2 separate regions of the Sus scrofa genome follow, and region 2 is linked to region 1. Evidence: chromatin contacts called from public HiChIP or PLAC-seq data. All regions are on one chromosome and are shown on one strand. The core of a region is the stretch at or near the end of the contact, and the rest is flanking DNA. Distances in the headings are between cores, read along the strand shown. Region 1 has its middle 100 kb from the start of SNTB1. Region 2 overlaps SNTB1 (beta-1-syntrophin).

Region 1 (2,700 bases), core at 31-2,530:
AGCGAGGCCAGGGATCGAACCTGCAACCTCATGATTCCTAGTCAGATTCGTTTTCCCTGCACCACGACGGGAGCACCGTGGATAGCACTTTACTATTTCAAAGCACCTTGTGCAATTTAATCTTCTTGCCAATATTGTAAAGTGGCTGGGACAAGTATTTTAGAGATAAGCACATCTAGGCTTGGAGCCCTTGAATGACTTTCCCAAGGTCAATAGCCAGTGGATAGGAAAGCCAGTACTAGAATCTTGGACACGTGATTCCTTCCTCCAATGCTCTTCCTTCTGCCTCTCTTACAACTTAGTGATGTTTTATTACACTTAAGGTGTAAATTAGATAGCACGACTTCCTAGGATATGAGATGGCTTCTCACAAACTTCCGAAAAATATGTTTGAGGATGTTCGTTCTCTGCGCTATTTCTATCATTCTTCAAGCTGCTAAGACTGGATTTGCTTAGCAGTCAAGGTGTCAGCACAGATGGTTTCATAGGAAGTGCATTAGTTTCCAGGGCCACTGTAACAAATCCCACAAATTTGCTGGCTTGCAAGGATGGAAATTTATTCCGTCACAATTCTAGAGGCCAGAAGTCTACAACCAGGGCCACACTCCCTACAAAGGCTCTAAGAGGGAATCTAGTCCATGCCTCTTCCAGTTTCCAGTGTTTGTTGGCTTTCTTGGCTTTTGGCCACATCCCACCCATCTCTTTCTCCATCATCATATAGGCTTCTCCTCATTGTATTTGTCCTCTGTATAAAGACAATTGGCATTGGATTTAGGGCCCATCCAGATAATCCAGAATGATCTCTTCATCTCACTATCCTTTACCTGAGTTACATTCACAAACACCCTTTTTCTTAATAAGGTAACATTTACAGGTTCTGAGGATTAAGACAATGGAGGGCTACCATTCAGCTGGAGAGATTGATGGATTGATTGACTGATTGATTTATAGGAGTTGTTTATTCAAAGGTCAGAAGCTTTACAAGTGGAATGAATCAAAGATTTGTCCCACCGGTAATGACAAAGCATTCTTTTCCCAAGGTGGCCTTCAAGTCATTTACAAATTTTGAAAGGATCTCAGCAGTCCATAGGACATTCTCTGAAAGGATGCCCTGCCTTTCTCAGCTAGCTGTGGGTCATGGGCCAGGGGTGAAGATGGGTCTAACTAGTAGTGACTGGCCTACATGCTTGGGCATGTGCCCTGTTTATATGATACCCTCTGCCAAAGTGAGCTTCATGCCAAGAGGTAAACTTGAAAAGCCACTATTGAAACAGGAGCTCCTGTTTATGTCTGACCAGCATAGCAAGTTCTCTGCATCACTCACTCAGAGAGTCAGCCACTAGACCATCTGTTTTTCTCCCGTTGGCCTTTAAATAAAGATTGGTAGGTGCTTGTTTCCAACTCCAGATCTATGTCTGTGATGCATCATAATCTATAGAACTCACATATAAGGCACAGTCTTTCAGAGACTAGTAACAGCACTACTGCATGCTTATTCTTCTTTTGTCCACACTCTCGGAAAGAAAAAAAGAAGGGGAATAACACTTACGGAACATGATGGGTATGTTCCATTCGCCCCCAGATCCACTGTCCATCATTCTCTGCTCTGCCTCCTTGAGCCCTTCCTGTGACCTTAATGGACACTCTTACCAAATAGCTTCATGTTGGGTTTGGCCAACTGAAAGGACTCTGAAGGAACTGGAAGGAAGAAAAGAGAGAGTGAGGGAGGGAACCTGCATTATTCATTTCTCAATCCCCCAGTGGTTGCCAAGGTCTGGCCACATCTCTCCATGGAGGTCTCAGCATGCAACTCTGTCTCCAAGTCTAGGAAACACTGCTTTTATCCAGACCCTCAGGCCTGCAGCTGCTAGCTCCAGAATATTAAAGTACCTTTTGTAGTTTTACTATACCTTGTCTATATATGTTTTTAATAGTCATGCTACTATACTTTCACAATTTGAATGAATCATCTGTTTCCTAAAGGGACTCAAACTGATGAAATGCAATCCTTTTAAAGTCTCTTGCTAGATGTCCCTTTATTCCAGTAATTATAACAGTCCTATAGGGGAGAGACTCTTTCTCAAATCAGAGCTGCAGCTGCAGGCCTACACCACAGCCACAGCAACACAGGATCTGAGTCACCATCTGCAATCTACGCCACAGCTTTGCAACAATGCCGAGTCCTTAACCCACTGAGCAAGGCCAGGGATCAAACCCATATCCTCACTGACATTATGTCATGTTCTTACTCCACTGAGCCACAACAGGAACTCCAGGGTAGGTACTCTTAACCCCATGCTATTGATGAGGTAACTGAAGCTTATTGAGGCAACATGACTTGTCCTAGGAGACAAACTAGCAAGTGAAGCATGAGGATTCAAACCCAGATTTGTCTAACTTCAAAACTCTTGGATTTTTAGCTATTTCTCCCCACTCTGAAGAAAACGTCTTTTTTATTATTGAATTATAATTGACTTATGATATTATATTAGTTTCAGGTATACAACATGGTGATTCGACATTTTTATAGATTACAAAATGATCGCCACGGTAAGTCTAGTTTTCATCTGTCACCATAGACAGTTATGACAATAGTATTCAGTATATTCTCTATGCTGTTCAATACATCCCGTGACATTTATTTTATAGCTGGAAGAAATAAAGGATGCCTGGAGAAATAAGAAGTGTTAAGGCTCAAAA
Region 2 (2,700 bases), core at 143-2,642, 180 kb after region 1:
ATGCACCACCAATTACCAGCTACCTTTCTTAGCCTTCCATTAAAAACCACAGCCAGGTTTTCAACATGGGTAGACAGTCTTGTCTGTACAAAGTGACCCCTCAGGTATAATGTCTCACTCTAGGAAGAGGGAAGAACAGGCAGTGATTCTGAAATAAACTATAGTACTTTTTGTTTTTTAACCACTTAGAGTATTTCTCAGAGCTGGTATTTATTCACCTCATACTTGGCATCCATGTAATTTTATTCCCAGTCAGCACCTCTGGGATAAAATTAGTTTTCTCTTGTCAACCCTGTGATGTTGGTCACACAAACTAGCACTCCTGACGTTGCCTAACAGCTATAGTTCTAATTGCCCCAGCAATGATGTGTTTCATGCCAAAGTATAAACTCCTGAAAGCATGGGCAGACGGAGTTGACCTCTGCGCATTGTATAAACTTCTAGTCCTTTCTATTTGTCAGCCTGCAAGAGTCTCAAGGAAATAGCGTATATACTCCCTATTCACAAAACATCCATCTCTCTGTTCAAAACAGAAACAGCCAACTCTGCGTGGAGGTTAATGACGTCATGATGTGAAAAGCAAAAGGAAAACTTTTCACGCTCAAGAACCCAGAACCCACATCCCCCGAGTGAGGTTTCCTCTTTTCTGGTTAATCATGAGGAGTAACCAGAAAAGTCTAAAGTGTAAGTTCTGCTAGAGATAATAAATATCATTTCGAATGTCTTTGCTTTTTTTAAAATCATGAACCATAACGCTGTCTTCCTCTCAGTGGTTGAGGGTTGCAGAAATGAGGAGAGTTAAGGTATTTGATAACCAAGTTACAGGGAGCTGTTTGATAACCAAGGGAGACTTGAAAAAAAGTAGCTGATTTACCAAGTCATATCAGCGCTTTGAAGAAAAGAACACAGCCCCCACCGCATCCTCTTAAAAGCATCAGTAATAAAATCTTTACAAAGGGTTTGAGCTTTCCAACTTTTAATTTTCATCCCCTCATGGAAAGATAAGCATCTTAAAAGAGCCAAATTGCTTCCTACGGCTGTCAAAGGAAGCTCCAGTTTTGAGACACTGCTCACTGCTTTATACAGTCCTCCCATTTCCATGATATAAAATTGTCATACTCGTCGCCTTTGCAGAAATTATACAGCACTGGGGAGTGCTGAGTGTTTTCTGGTGAAGTTCATTTTCGGGGAAGTTAAAAATTCAACAAGTCATAATCGTTACCCAGAATTAAACCCATGATATCTAGTAACAGCTGGGTTGCTGAATGATAGGAAAGTTCTGCCACAGGCATCTGCAGGTTTGGCTTCTGGTGCTGGCTTTGGACCTTATTCGTTGAGCAGTTTGGGACCAGTCACCTCTCAGTGGGCCCCCGGCTTCCGCCCTCGTGACGTGACGTGATGCCTGCGCACTCTCCCACATCCTTTCCTGCACCAGTGTTCTGGGACTCCCGGGAAGACCAGGGCGCTATAACTTTTTCTAAAGAAATATTAAGCAATCAGGATTTTAAGTCTCAGAAGTCATCTCTTCCAAATTCCATCCAACCAGGATTTCATAAACTGGCCCCGAGAGATGATATTGAGCCTCCTGATTCTTTTCTGATTCTTTGCCAATGACCCCCTTCCACTTTCTCTGGGTCTGAAACTAAGATGCTGCCGCCGCCTCCTCATTTTATGAAATGTGTGGTTCCTTAATATTTTGTCTGTGTAGTTTTTCAATGTTATTTTCTTTTTAAAATGTTATTGAAGTATAGTTCATTTACAGTGTGTTGTGTAGGCTTTTTAAAAGAGAAAGACAGAGCTAAACATTCTTTTTTTTTTTTTTCCTCCCTTGAGCAAACTAAAATAGGAGGGTATAATTTGACCTGGATTTATAAAACTGCATTTTATTCATTTAACTGAAAACAACTGTACTTTTTCTTCTTAGCTGTTATTTATTAAGCCACTCCATGGCAAGCACGGTGCTAAACTCTCTCTAGATGTACCATTTAAAAATCTTTAAATTGACGTGAAAGATAAGTGTCATTATGCCCACATTACAGAAGATGAAATTGAAGTGCAAAGATACCAAATAACTTGCCTAGAGTCATTCACTTTGCAATGGCACTGAAGTTAGAATCCATCCTAGTGAGCCTAACTACAATGTATTTATATATATATATATATATTTATATAATATATATATTTGTATTTATATAATATATATATTTACACATATGCATTATATGTATTATATACATGTACACGTATGTCCCTAGCATAGGGTAGGTTCTCAATTAGGTTGAACCCATACTCAGATTTATTAAACTAGAATTTATGAGAGCAGCACTGTGGGCTTGGTAATAGAACCGGGGGTGCATCTTTAGTAAGTTGATTTGAGATGATGGCTTTCATGGTCTCCATGTTTGCACTTTGACCCGATGCCATGGTCATTGGCACAGTAGCTGTGGGGACACTGGGGCATTAACCCCCACTCTCTGTTTAAAACATATTGGTAGATGGAGTTCCCATCGTTGCTCAGCAGAAACGAATCTGACTAGCATCCATGAGGACACAGGTTCGATCCCTGGCCTTGCTCAATGGGTTAAGATCTGGCATTACCTTGAGCTGTGGTGTAGGTCGCAGAGGCAGCGCGGATCTGACATTGCTGTGGCTGTGGTGCAGGCCAGCAGCTACAGCTCCAATTCGACCCCTAGCCTGGTA

The links. HiChIP or PLAC-seq counts read pairs in DNA pulled down with a chosen protein or histone mark.
Region 2: an H3K27ac HiChIP or PLAC-seq map of skeletal muscle shows a contact between it and region 1, with 2.3 times the contacts expected there. The contact joins two enhancer-like sites. A contact is called at or near these places in 1 of 47 Hi-C or Micro-C datasets (skeletal muscle) and 2 of 2 datasets of contacts at active chromatin or transcription factors (alveolar macrophages and skeletal muscle).

Annotation. Positions count from the first base shown.
Region 1 is chr4:18,187,676-18,190,375 of Sscrofa11.1, forward strand. No RefSeq gene overlaps it. Among named protein-coding and RNA genes, the nearest start is that of SNTB1, 100 kb to the right of the region's middle. Within about 2 kb of position 1,281, at least 4 of the 83 cell types and tissues checked have an H3K27ac peak or open chromatin away from gene starts, as enhancers often do. A contact at or near this core is called in alveolar macrophages and skeletal muscle, where this site is marked.
Region 2 is chr4:18,362,884-18,365,583 of Sscrofa11.1, forward strand. All of the region lies in intron 2 of SNTB1 (beta-1-syntrophin), which reads left to right. Among named protein-coding and RNA genes, the nearest start is that of SNTB1, 75 kb to the left of the region's middle. Within about 2 kb of position 1,393, at least 20 of the 83 cell types and tissues checked have an H3K27ac peak or open chromatin away from gene starts, as enhancers often do. A contact at or near this core is called in alveolar macrophages and skeletal muscle, where this site is marked.